3 separate regions of the Zea mays genome follow, and regions 1 and 3 are each linked to region 2. The links are chromatin contacts, called in public Hi-C maps. All regions are on one chromosome and are shown on one strand. Each heading gives the region's core, a stretch centred on a gene start, on an enhancer-like site or on the middle of the called end of the contact. The rest is flanking DNA. Distances are from core to core; before and after follow the strand shown. Region 1 has its middle 17 kb from the start of LOC109939744. Region 2 holds the start of LOC100276302. Region 3 holds the start of LOC100282372 (BRASSINOSTEROID INSENSITIVE 1-associated receptor kinase 1).

Evidence for each region. A called contact is a pair of places that touch in the nucleus more often than the background predicts.
Region 1: a contact with region 2 is called in a Hi-C map of leaf, with 4 times the contacts expected there. The contact joins the enhancer-like site here to the promoter of LOC100276302 in region 2. A contact is called at or near these places in 2 of 25 Hi-C or Micro-C datasets (ear and leaf).
Region 3: a contact with region 2 is called in a Hi-C map of leaf, with 7 times the contacts expected there. The contact joins the promoter of LOC100282372 here to the promoter of LOC100276302 in region 2. A contact is called at or near these places in 3 of 25 Hi-C or Micro-C datasets (ear, leaf and tassel).

The regions. Positions count from the first base shown.
Region 1 is chr5:99,770,267-99,774,865 of Zm-B73-REFERENCE-NAM-5.0, reverse strand. No RefSeq gene overlaps it. Among protein-coding and RNA genes, the nearest start is that of LOC109939744, 17 kb to the right of the region's middle. Within about 2 kb of position 3,190, at least 17 of the 20 cell types and tissues checked have an H3K27ac peak or open chromatin away from gene starts, as enhancers often do. A contact at or near this core is called in ear and leaf, where this site is marked.
Region 2 is chr5:99,421,768-99,426,333 of Zm-B73-REFERENCE-NAM-5.0, reverse strand. LOC100276302 reads right to left here and starts at 1,788. Exons shown (of 5, transcript NM_001150125.3): 1 at 1,620-1,788; 2 at 1,426-1,478; 3 at 694-882; 4 at 518-598; 5 at 30-446. The coding sequence starts at 1,673. The coding sequence ends at 281. LOC100275501 reads left to right here and starts at 1,983. Exons shown (of 2, transcript NR_175981.1): 1 at 1,983-3,278; 2 at 3,381-3,755.
Region 3 is chr5:98,998,983-99,003,776 of Zm-B73-REFERENCE-NAM-5.0, reverse strand. It overlaps LOC100282372 (BRASSINOSTEROID INSENSITIVE 1-associated receptor kinase 1), which reads left to right and starts at 2,868. Exons shown (of 4, transcript NM_001155284.1): 1 at 2,868-3,141; 2 at 3,519-3,672; 3 at 4,773-4,794. The coding sequence starts at 3,086.

The sequences.
Region 1 (4,599 bases), core at 1,941-4,440, 350 kb before region 2:
CTTCTGTACTTGTATTGCTCACAAGCTTCGGCCCCATCTATGTTATGGATTGCTTCTGAATCTGTCCAGTTTCCTTCAGCTTTCCTGGCAGCTTCCTGACTTTCATGAATAGCAATAGGCCCTTGGTTCAAAGGTATCTTCATGCAAAGATATGCTGGGTGAAGAATTGCTTCAAAAGAATTGAGCGTTCCACGACCAATGATTGCATTGTAGGGGTACTCCATGTCGACAATATCGAACACAAATTCCTCAGTCCTTGTATTGTTCACAAATTCGAAGGTTACTGGCATGGTGATCTTGCCGAGTGCTACAATCTGCCTTCCTCCGAAACCACAAAGAGGGTGTGTAGCATCATGAATCTTATCCTCTGGCTCTTGCATTTGTGTGAAGGCCTTAGCAAATATAATATCCGCTGCACTGCCTGTATCAACCAGAACATTGTGGACCAGAAATCCTTTGATGACACAAGAAATAACCATAGCATCATTGTGAGGGTAATCCTTGAGCTGAAGGTCCTCTTGGGAGAAGGTAATTGGGATGTGGGACCATCTTGACTTGATGAAGGGTCCTTGCACGCTGACATGTTGTACCCTTCTCTGTGCCTCCTTCTTCTGCTTCTTGTTGGCTGGCTCTGAGCATGAACCGCCTGTTATCGGGAGTACCAGCTTCGAAGCCGAAGCATGTCCAGCTTGATTGTTGAACGAAGCCATCGGCTCAAAAAAGTGGAAGTGAGTTCACCGGAGGTGGACGCCAATGTTGGGGACTTGTTCTCAAATGCTATGAATTAAGAACAAGGCAACAAAAAATGTTAAGTATTAATGCCCTTCGTCCGCTGAAGCATTATCTCCCTAAGGATTTAATGAGCTTCGGACGAAGGCCATGAGCAAAATATCACGAAGGTCACATCTTCGTGATCAAACTTGTAAGGAAATATAAAATGTAAAACATGAAACATTATACAAAGATATATTAAAAATAGATAACATTACTCACGTATTTTATCATATGAACTCAAATATTAAAACATAATATTTAGGTACATTTATACCTTCGTCTTGGCAGAAAGCAATAATTTCAACGTAATGTGCCAGCAGCTACAAGATTGCGTGAACAGTACAGGGGGTACTGTTCATCTATTTATAGGCACAGGGTGCAGCCTGTGTAAAATTACATTTATGCCCCTTACAATCGACTACAATAATGACACAAAACATCGCGGGTCTTTTAAGTCATTTCATCTTTAAGTCGGTTCACCCCTTCGTCTTGAGATCTGACACTGTGCCGAAGCTTTATAGGTGATAGCTTCGGCGCTACTTCTGATAGGATCTGCCGAAGGTGTTCTCTTTCTTTAGGATCTTCGGCTACGAAGCATACCCCCAACAAGTCTCCTATAATCGTTTTGCATACCCCTTATGATATTTTGCATTTGTTCTTGTAGTTCATCTACATAATTCTTAAGAGATTGTAGCTTGTTTGTATTACTTACATTGGGGATATCTGGTGTGGGTCGAAGCGAAGCCGGATCTGTCGCCCGTTGTCGGACGACTTTATTGTTCCTGTCCACCTTGAAGTTGGCTAGGAACTTCGCCCTCGCCTCCTGAATCAACTGCTCCTTATGCTCCTCGAACTGGAGCTGTTCGTCAGCCGGCAAGGTTTCACAAGTCGGCTCTATAATGTTGCTGGGGGAGACTTTAGAACTATCCCTTGAACCGGCCATTGAGGGCCGATTTGATGGGTCTAGATGTGTTGTCCCCAGCGGAGTCGCCAAAAAGTATGTTGACACCTTTTTCGGGCGCCAATCACTCAATATGAACCAGCGGCGGTGCTCTCTGCACAAGGGAGGACGGTCCGCGGCTAGGGGCCGGATGGTCCGCGGACTGGTGCGAGGCTAGGGTTTCCTGCCTGACGGCTGGACGGTCCGCGGTCCGCGCGTGCGCAGGGGCGACGGAAGATCGCCGGAGGCGCCTGGATCTCGCTCTCGGGAGGGACCCCGTCGGGGAGGAGAGATCCTAGGTGATGTCTAGGCTCGGGAAGACCGACCTAGACTCCTCTAATCAACGTAGAATCGAAGAGAAGCGGGGAATTTGGGGATTGAGAGGCTAAACTAGAACTAGACTAGAACTACTTCTAATTTTACAGGAAATAAATGCGAAATAGAAGTATTATTGATTCAATTGATCATTACAAATCGGTCGTATACCTCTCTATTTATAGAGGAGGGGGGCTGGACCCTTTACAAACTAATTTCCGAGCTAATTCGGCGAATCTAGCTAACAACCGTAGCACAAAACTTGAAACCCTAATCTGTTCTGCGCACGCGCGGACAGTCCGGCGCACAGGCGTGGACCGTCCGGACCGCGGACCGTCCGGCCTCAGGGCTGGACCGTCCGCAGCTCAATTTGGTGCCCAACACTTGTATTCGCTGCTTCTAGTGTCTGCTCTATCTTCGAAACTAGCTTTGAACATTGTCTGCTTGCTTCCGAATGAGCCTTAGCCAATTTAGAGATCAGTTGCTTTTCACATAGAGTGTTGAAAAGATGTCGCTTTGTAGCACCCCAAAATCATGTCTTGAATTACTGGGAAAGGTTCTTCAAAGTATTCAAAGTATTTAGATTAACATGTCTTTTAATAAGGATATTATTGGTTTGGGATCATTTTCTTAAAATTAGTAATACTAAATTCTACTTTGATTATTCAAAGCTAAGAGTAGATCTAGAAACTAGAATGTGAATTAGGAAGTACATAAAGATAGATGAGAGTAGCATTAAATTTTGGTATCTCGAATATAGAATTGACCTTTTAAAGTTGAGGTGATAGAAAGATTTATTAAGTTTGAGTAAAACTATCCTTTCATGAATTATACATAGAGAAGTTGTGCCTAAATAAATAAAATAACTAACATGTACAGATAGATGACTTTGCATTACATGCTGAATTTTATTTGATGGTACATTATGCGTGAGTTTGAAATTTAAATTTTTGTTTGGATCTAGTTTGGAATAGAAAATCTGAACAAAAAAGAAAAACAGAAAATAAGAATTAGAAAAGAGAAAAGCTTTCCAGCGCCTTGGGCCGGGTGCTCACCATCGGCCCAGACACTTTCGCCTAAAAACCGGCCCACTTACTCCCACGTTCACTGGCCTCGCGCCGCGCGCACGCGTCCCAGCTGCTGGCTGTCTGCTGGTCCCCGCTTGTCAGCCTGAAGTGCATGGTCTGTGTTGTGGGAATCAGCCATCGGCTGGTGGGGCCATCCGGTCAGCTCCATCTCTTTGTTGTAACAACCTCCGCACGAGTTCAGCGGTGACCGTGGAGAATAAACGGGAATCTCGGGCTATTACAACAAGTCCTGATGCCCTGTTGGCCGCCGGATCTGTGATTAGGATCCTAATAAACTCCGCATAATAGCCGTCCTTGAACTCGGGATTATATAAACCCTGCAACCGCACCTTTCGGCTGGGAATTACCACAATCTGCAGCACACCATGAACCACCTCGTCGGCTGAGAGCGAATAGGGTGAGAGATTGCATCGGAGGGAAGAATCAAGCAAAGCCAAGCACTACACGTCTCACGTCTCGCTTTGGCTTTTGCAGGCATGCATGGTAACACGAGCTGCTCCTTTTCTTTTCTCTTGCCTTTCCTCTGCTCCCAAACAGAAGTAGCGAATGCCAATGGCCTGTTAGGATTTATGGGCTAGACCCAGTTAAGAAATTCAAATAAATCTTAGGAAAAACTCAAAAGACCATATAAGTGTATGGCTAGGGGAATAGATGGAACCAATAGCACCATATTGCTAGCTCTAGTGGAGTAGAGCTAGCTTAAATATGGAAGCCATACTCACTCACCAAGTCATGGATGAGAGAAGAGAGTGTGGAGAGCCACACGCGCGCGCTCGCTCGCTCGCCTCGCCGGGGCGAAGGGCGCACGACATGCGCGTGAATGGTCCGTCGAAATCCGGTCCCTCGTCTTCTTTTGCCGTTTGATTTTTTTGGTTACTTGGCTGTTACGCTTATCCTAACCGATCGCTATAAAATCTCAACTGAACGCGAGATTTTCGTGGGCGGATAAGATCGGGGGTAACGGACTCGGCCCTATAAAAGGAGCCCGGCAGACAGCCTCCAAATCCATCCCAGTTTCGCTTTCGCCTCTCTTCATAGCTGAGCCGCTTTTTAGTTCCCTTCATCCCGACCGCAGACGTGCATCTGCGATCAGGAGAGCAGGTCTCCGGAACCCTTCGTCTTCTAGATCCTGCACCGGGAGAGGGCGAATAAGGTTTTTGGGAAGCGTCTTCACGCGACTGCTCGTGATCTTCTGCCTCGTCGACCCTGCTGATTTCGCTGCTTCGACATCGTCGACCCTGCTGATTCCGGCGCGCGCCATCTATCAGTATGTCTAATCAGTACGCATCATCTGATTTGGCTTTTTACTTCAGTTCTTCTGATTTGGTCATGATTTATATTCGGAATTTAATCTGGAATTTGTCTAATTATTCAACAATCCAAAAACCTTATTGTAGACAATTTCCTAGTTTTTCTATGGCTACTTTTGCCGACGCGCTGAAGCCAGAAAAGTTTACTGGTATGCACTTTAAGAGATGGCAA
Region 2 (4,566 bases), core at 539-3,038:
TGGATCTGTCAACTTAACTAACTATGGAATAGTTAACCAAAACTCAAACATATAAATAGATAACTCAAACTCAAATATATTCAATGATTACAAACCTTGGATTTCTTACAAGGAACATGTGTGCTAATCATCACATTCACACAAAAGGATATGCTGCATTACATTTCACATGCCAGGTAGATTCCATTCCAACACATTGGTCCTAAGTCTCTTGACCATGTCTGATGTCGAGAGGATGGTCTAAGCACAGATTCAGAAAATGTGCTATTCTACCACACGCTTAACTTAGAAAATTACCTTTCGAAGACAGGAGACGCAAAGCCTTACTGGCATTCTTCAAAACTGCATTTGACCTTGGGACACGATTTTTCCTATGCTCCAAGAAATCAAGGGCATTCTTCACGTGTTGCGTTGAACGGACATCTTTCAGCAGAATAGTTTCAGGCCTGACCGACCAACAACTGGCATAAGTATAATTTCAGGACTTTATATTTGATGACAGGAACATTAAACATACCCATCAGTTTTCATTCTCTTCTTTCTCCTCTGGACCTTCTGCTTTACATTTTCTTCCTCGGAATCTGATGCGAAGGTTTGCCTGATAATGTGAGATGAAGACCAAATAACCCATGAAGTCCAAGCTAAAAACAAAGATTTTAACAAAACTTGGTAGAGCAAGAGACGTGCTCATACTTCTCACGAGCTGCTAGAATTTCAATTACACTAGTGGGGAGCATGCCAGGCATAGTATTTGTCTCCTCATGCTCCTCACTTTTTTTAGTATCTTCATCTTCTACTTCCTTTGGCGCCTTCTTATCTGGTTTAGAGGATGTTCTTCGTTGGGCCCAACGTTTCCTCCGTTCCTTTCCTTCCCGTGTTACTCTGCAAAGACATCCCACATGGCCATATGGCATTATTATCTGTGCGATACAAAAATCAGATAACAAACAAGTTATAGCACACTGATGGCCTCAAGAAAGCAAGATTCAAATTGGTAATCCATGAGTTACACAAAAAAAAGAGTTAAACCCACAAATCCATAACAGATATACCATTGGACTGGATGGCCACAGAACCACACCACGAGTCATACACAAAACTATATAAACATCTAAAACAAAGAAAGTGTAGAAGTTAAAAGACCTACATTTTGGGCACAAACATTACAAACAAACATGTACAAGGAGATAGTTTTTACTGATTATTGAGCATCTCAGAGTCATTTGGTTATGGTCCAAAAGAAAATTTGTAACGGCACTTGCATCTACTACAACAAAGAGAGCGAATAAGTGAGTTACAGCAGGGAATAAGGAATCTAGCATAGTGAACGAAGACAAACAGAAAAAAGAACAGATCAAAGTAGCACATTTTTGCGGCAGAATGTCCATCCAGTAATCAACTGTAAAGTAAGCATAAGAAACACACCTGAGAACACTGTCTTTCTCGACTTTACTGGTCTCTTCGTGCTTCGCAACACCCTAAAGACAATAACAAGGCAAATCACTCAGTATTTTCTACATATCTCAGCACGGAGTATGAGGCATGAAGAAGAAACAGGATGACCATCGTGATCTACTCTCGCGTAGCGTCGGGTCCTAGAGGGGAGAGGACTAACGCACCTGCACAGCAGTGAGCTCCTCGGGAGCGCCGTCGGAATCGCTTCCGCTGTCCATTTGAGGCGGCTCCTGTCCGTTTCCCCTCTTTATTTTCACCGGATGAGAGCGCCGGGACCTTCCGCTGGCTGTACCAGCCGCCGCCACCGGGAGGGTTTTAATCGTTTGCGGACACACAGAGGCAGAGAGGGGGCCGAAGCCTAGCTGGGTATATGTTGGGCTTTGCTAATTTTGTCGGCTCAACACACGCGGATTTGGGCCTGTTGGGCCTATTCTGTATGCGGCTCGACTGAACAACCTTCGGCCTTTGACACGCAGTGGAAGAGAGGAGACTGGAGACCTAGCTGGATAACCCAACTTTTTCCACCCGCCGGAACACTGGTAACCCTCACGCCGGCGCAGCCGCAGCCGAGGCGCCATGAACAACCTCCGGAAGCGCATGATCTCCCTTCTCCTCCGGGCACCTGGATCACCATACGTCCCTTGCCCCCACTTCTTCCCGCTCTTCTATCCCCACCGCCTCCTCTCCGCCACCAAATGCGTCGCTACAAAACCATTCGCCGTCGAGGACTACCTCGTCGCCACATGCGGCCTCACCCAAGCACAGGCCCTCAAGGCGTCGAAGCATGTCTCCCATCTGAAGGATCCCTCGAAAGCCGACGCGGTCGTCGCCTTCCTCTCCAACCTCGGCCTGTCCAGCGCCGAGATCACCGACGTCGTGACCAGGGACCCCAAAGTCCTCTGCTCCGACGTGGAGAGATCCCTCACCGCTCGCGTCGCCGAGCTCACCGACCTCGGGTTTTCACGTCCGGAGATCGTCCGCCTTCTCATCGTTGGCATGAACCACTTCCGCCATAGCTCGCTTCGCCTCAATCTTGAGTTTTGGATCTCGGTCTTTGGCTCTCTCGACGAGCTCATTCGGGCGCTCAGAATTAACGCCGCTCTCCTCAGCACAAGGATTGAGGAGGTCTGCAAGCCCAACTTGGAGCTCCTTCAAGAGTGTGGTATAAATGTTTCTGATATCTCCAACAGCTTCATGTCCCGTGTGCTCACCAGGGACCCTAAGAGCCTGCAGGAAGCTTTGGCTCGCCTTCATGAGTTCAGAATCCAGCCGGGCTCTCAACCTTTCTTCCGTGGGCTTTATACATTTGCAATCCTTGGCAGCGGGAAGATAACCAAGAGCATTCAGCTGTTTGAGAAGCTTGGATGGTCAAAGGACCATATAGTATCAGCGGTGAAGAGAGACCCGACTATATTGGGTTTCACCGAGGAGAGGGTTCGAAGAAACATGGAATTCTTGATCAGGGTTGTCGGATTGGAGGTACCATACATCGCACGAAGGCCAGCGCTGATAAATTATAGTATTGACCGTCGGTTGTTGCCACGGAATTGCTTGATCAATTTTCTCAGGGCAAAGGGGTTGTTCAATGACGAGGCTAGTTTCCTTTCTGTCGCCGCTATAGGCGATGAGAAATTTCGGCGCCGATACGTGCATCCTTACGAGGAGGATTTTCCAGGCCTTGCTGCTGCTTTTGCTTCTAGCTGTGCTGGAGAACACCAATGGGAACGGCTATATAAGATGACAGGCGAAAATAAAGAAAGCTGACAATTGTTCTGGAAAGTACAATCAGGAACCTGCTGCAAGCCTTGTTTTTCATCACCATGGTCAGTCGTTTTGAAATCTAATTTTCTAGCATTTTGCTGCTGGCTACTGGCTTAGGTGTTATTAAATGTTTGATTAGTGGTATGGTATATTTCTTTCACTAGGTTCTATCTTGCTGCCTCCCTTCTGAGAAAGAGCTTCTCATGTGATGGCATCGTTACAAGTTTATTTATTAACTTGCAAGGATTATCTCAAGTTTTAGCCCAACTTTATTCCTGTGCTTCAGGAAGATTATTACGTTGGTGGTCTACTTCCCACCATGTTTTTTGTACCACAATCTATGAGCTCTCGAACACCAGGAACGGGTTTTTTTATTCCAAATTCTTCAGTCGACAATTGGTTTACTTGAGTGATCCTGGAAATGGAATTTTAGTCCTGCTAAGCACAATGGTACTTCGATGGGCTACGCTGCTTTTCTTGACATCGTATTTGGATGAATTTAGTTGCCTCCAAAATGGAATTAGTAAGTTGTTAATAGCTTCTCGCCCAGACAGGAACCATCAGACCCTAAAGAAGCTGTCCACACAGCCACAGGAGTTTCAAGCTTCAATTGAAATAGACATTACCTATATTTTGAGGGAGGCGCAGCCCAGACCTTTCTATCTGTATGTATTCTCTTCTGTGGGCGGCTTGGAAGAGGGGTTGCAGATACTGTTCAGCGTTCACTCACATCCATAAGATGCAGTTTTGTGCCCATAGGCCGTAGGGCTTGGAAGAGGGGTTGCAGATACTGTTCAGCGTTCACTCACATCCATAAGATGCAGTTTTGTGCCCATAAGTCACCTAGGTATTAAATTTGATCATTTGAAAATTTCTTCTCTCTTTCGTCTTTTAGATATTATCTGTAGAGAGTATGTTAATCTCAATTCATTACTTCCAGTGATCCCTTACTTATAAAAAAAGATACAATCTATCAATAAAGACACTAGCAAGAGCTCCAATGGTTCTTTTAATCCCTCCAGTAATCCTCGACACATAACATACGCATTTTCATGTTATGCTACACTTGATCGATTTAACATTTTGGCCCCCTTCCCCAGCAGACACACAACTAGTGTGTCAAGGGCCTGGGCGTCTAGAGCAGGGGGCCCTCGGCTACGAAGGTCGTAGCCGCGGTTCGTCGTCTTCTCCGGCGTGGTTATTCCCCACAGCCGTAGGCTTAGTTGGTAGAGAGAGAGGTGGAGAAGAGATAACTTGTTTGCTGCCTTTATTCCTGTCTCCCTGTGCCGCATATATAGCCATTGGCCTGCTGTTATTTTAGGCAAGCCTAAACATGGTAACACTAATCAA
Region 3 (4,794 bases), core at 1,619-4,118, 420 kb after region 2:
AATAGAATAGAAGGACCATGAGATGCATTCCTATCCTTAGGCGCGTGAGAAACAACATGAGATGCACGACACCTAGGTCTTCTCCTACTATGAGCATAAGAACCACTAGATGAAGCAATCATAATGCGAGGAGTAAAAACAGCATCATGACGTGTATGTAAAACGGGATGATCAATACATGCATCATGGTGAACATTATGAGCATTATGAGAAACATTCTTCACATGAGAATACAAATAAGCATGGTTCTTCTTATCATGAAAAGAATGCGAGCTAGTAGCCATAGGCGCCTTCCCCTTGTCCTTAGTGAAGTTGAGAGCCTTTTGGCTTTTTATGTTCTTGGATTCCCCATGGAAACGAGACCATCTTTAATGGAGGGATGTCTACCAATGGTGAAGGCATCCCTAGCAAATTTAACTTTTTCTACTTCATTCTTGCAAGTTTTAATTTGAACATTTAATTGAACAATTTCATCATTCAACTTTGCAATAGTAGAAGCATGATCATTGCAAGCATCAATGTCAAAATCCTTACATCTATTGCAAATAAATACATGCTCCAAAGATGAACTAGCAACACTTAGCTTTTCTATTCTAGCATTTAATTTAGCATTTAAACTCTTAAGGCTAGAAATAAAGGAATGGCAAGAATACAATTCAAACGCAAGCATTTCATTCTTCTTTATTTCTAAAGCAAGGGATTTTTCTACTTCTACTACTTTATCATGTTCCTCATAAAATAAATCCTCTTGTTTTTCTAGCAATCTATTCTTTTTATTAAGAGCATCAATTAATTCATTAATTTTATCAATCTTAGATCTATCTAAGCCCTTAAAGAGATCATTAAACGAAGTGTACTTGGGAGTGTCACGTGTACATACCTTGTTTTCCTTAGCCATGAGGCATGTGTGTTGCTCGTTGGGGGAAGAGAGAAGACTTGTTGAAGGCAGAGGCGGCAAGTCCTTCGTCATCGGAGTTGGATGAAGGGTAGTCCGAGTCCCATTCCTTGCTAATGTGCGCCTCACCCTTCTTATTTCTATAGAACTTCTTCTTCTCCTTCTTGTCTTGGTCCTGGTCATTTTCATTATCGAGACATTGAGCAATAAAATGACTGAACTTACCACACTTGAAGCATGAACACTTTCTCCTTGATTTGTTCTTGTTGGAGTAGTCCTTGTGTCCCTTCAAAGCAGTTTTAAAGTGCCTGATCACGAGCGCCATCTCATCCTCATTAAGGCCAGTCGCCTCAACTTGTGCCACCTTGTCGGGAAGCGCCTCCTTGTTGGTCGTTGCTTTGAGTGCAACTGGTTGCGGCTCTTAGTGAGGAAGAGGTTTGTTGGCGATAACGTTGACGTACCTTTCTTCCTTTACCATCATGTGCCCGCTCACAAACTTGCCAAGAATTTCTTCGGGCAACATTTTGGGATATCTAATGTTCTCACGAATAAGATTTACAAGATGAGGATCAATAATAATAAATGACCTTAGCATGAGGCGCACGACGTCATGATCCGTCCATCTTGTACTCCCGTAGCTACTGATCATTTTTGCATCGTTTCCCTCATGGGCGATTTTGAGGGTATCCCCTATCTCCTTGGCATTGTCCAAGCCACTAACCTTGTTATATTCATCCCTGCATAAATATGCTAAAAGCACAATAGTGGCCTAGGAATTTTTATGATTTTTCTAATGAATAAAAATAGCATTATCACTACTATCAAAATGCATTCCATTTTCTACTACATCCCAAATGCTAGGATGAAGAGAAAATAGATGATTACACATTTTATGGCTCCAAAAAGAATAATTTTCCCCATCAAAATGAGGGGGCTTGCTAAGAGGAATAGATAATAGATGAGCATTGGAGTTGTACGAAATGTGGGAATAATCAAAAGAGTAGTTTTGGTTAACTATCTTTTTCTTGGAAGAAGAGTCATCGTCGTCATCCTCCTTTGGTGAAGATGAAAAGGTATCATTGTCGTAGTAGACTATCTTCTTGATGTGCCTCTTTTTCTTCCCGTCCTTCTTCTTGTTATTTAAGTCTGAGTCGATGGGCTTTTATCCCTTTGGCTCGTTGTTGTTGACGGTCTCCTTCTCCTTCTTGTCAATCATAATCCCCTTGCCTTTAGGATACATCTCTTCGAGGGTTAGTCCCTTGATGAAGAGAACAACTTTGATACCAATTGAGAGCATCGAGAGGGGAATGAATAGGTGATCCTACAAAATTAGCTCTAAACAACACAAACTTGATTTATAAAATGTGTTAGTGAGAACGAGAACCAGGTTAGGATGAGAAGAGAGGAGAACAAAGAACTCTTCACTTGATTGGTTCTTTAGGATGAGTATTAACCTTATGAGCAATATTACAAGTGAATATAAGAACTCAATAATACATATGTATTTATGTTTTATATCCTATACTTACATAATCACTTCGCTATGATATTCAAACATCACATCACCAAACACCCACTAACTAAAGTTTAGGTCGTGTCCTATCAAATGTTTGAATATCAAATATGCGTATCAAATATAGGTTTAATTAGAATTAATAAATTTATCTCATCTTTTAATATTTACCTATTTAATTAGTTTTTTAATTAAACTATATATATATATATATATATATATATATATATATATATATATATATATATATATATATATATATATATATATATATATATATATAATAGAGACTAAACTTAAAGTGGAACCAAACTTCTCCTAAGTCTTACCATGGCCGGTTCAAAACTAACCAATCATGTGCGGCCATGTGCCTACGACAGCTCGGGACTTCGGGAGCCGCGGGTGATCGGACCGCGCCCCGGCCGGGTGGCCTTGCGTACGGCAGTGGAAAGTGGTGATGCGCTCAGCCGACACACACACCGCAAAAGGCCCACGAGAAGACCCCGCCGGCCCGCCCTCTCCCTCCCCACCTCTACTCCACCTCCAATCCTCCCCGTTGCTGTCCCGCCGGCGTCGAAGCTCGAGAGAAGGGTGAGCACCTTGCCGCGAGGTGTGTCCGGTGAGCTAGCTAGGGACGCGCCAGCTCGTGCTGATCTGACCTGGAAGCTCTGGAGGCGATGAAAGCGCTCGGACGGGCGATGAGGTGGGCTTCCTGCTGCAAGCTCTCGGACGGGTGAGTGGTTGACTTTTTTTTTGTCTTGTGATTGAGGTCTAGCCGTCTAGGTGCGGGTTTGGGGTTATGAGACTGGGTTGCTCGGTTTTGGGGAGAAACGGAAAAAATGGTCTATTCGTAATTCGTGTGATGTCTTCAGCGGCAAACTTGCAATTGTTTTTGTTAATGAGAAAGGATGAGAGATGTGATTAATCGTGTCAGGTTGAAGAGGACATAAAGTTAGCTTCAAAGCCGTTTGTTCGGAATGTGCTGCATTTTGGGGTGGAGTTGGGTTTCCATTAGTACCATTCCTTTTTGGCTTACTATACAATCTGCTAGCAAGTGGTAAATGCTGCCAGTCATTTGATTGATTCATTGTTGGTTCGTTGTGTTCTTAGGGATGAACCAGGTAGGAGGAAGAAGGACGCATCGTGGCGGATCTTTTCACTGAAGGAGCTTCAGTCAGCAACGAACAATTTCAATTACGATAACAAGGTCGGCGAGGGTGGGTTTGGCAGTGTCTATTGGGGCCAGCTCTGGGATGGGTCACAGGTGCAATCTTTCTCCTGAACAACCGAAAGAATTTTCTTGTTCAACCTTTTTCGCTCTAGTGCTAGCTTCTGGGGACTTGCAATTTTGTTTTTTTTTTTCTGAACAAAAGCAACTGGCATTTTTTTTTTGTATTTTAGGTAAGAGCAGGACAATGCCATCAACGGGACCTCTTGTTGTTGATGATTGTATCTTAACTGATTCAGCCTCATCTTGGAGTGCTGTTTCTAGTTCTAGGCTTCTAGCAGTATTTAAAATCTAAAATGGTAGTATTCAGAGCTGTCCTTTGAGTATTCTTTGAAGATGATGTTGTAGCCATCCAGATTGTACCTTAGCTTGAGGCCATGACAACCACAAACTTTCCGGTCTCATTAGATCACTGTTAATCTGTTACTACTATAATCACGTGATCATATAACTAGACAGGCAAAATTTTAGTTGTGAACACAGTTGAGAGGGGAAAAGGCAAGTTAAGGATCAGCCAATCGCAGAGTCATGGCAAATTGGACCACTTCAGCTAATTGTTTTTACCCTATGGTGAACCTATGCTACTATAAGTTTGCGTTGTTCGTGCTATCACCTATATATATTGTGGCTACATAAAAAGTAGGGTTCTTGACATATGGGCATGCTATGTTGCAACAATCTGCCTTTTTTATAACCAACAATCTGTGTATTTGAATTTTTATTGCAACTATTTGGCAGTCTAGATCTAAACAATCGCCCTAGATTGAAGTTTCTTGAGTTCTTCTGTATTTCATAAGTTGTTTGCAATATGTAATTGGTGTACCATAATGTAAATCTTTTCCTTTTCTATGTGCTCCTTGTGGCCTCATTGATATGCTTTTGCTGCACACATTGAGTTATTGTTTCAATACCAGTTTCTTAGTGCTTGTTTGGGAGCAAGTGTAATGGAGGGGATTGAGGGGGCCAAAATCCTTTACTATGAATAGTAAAGGATTTTGGCCCCCTCAATCCCCTGCATTACCCTCGGTCCCAAACAAGCCCTTAAGGGACCTGTATGTTCTATTTACTCTTTACTCCATGAATGGAATTTCATATCCTGTAGAACTTACCACTTAACTCTTTAATGACACAAACAGGTTGCTGTGAAGAGGCTCAAGA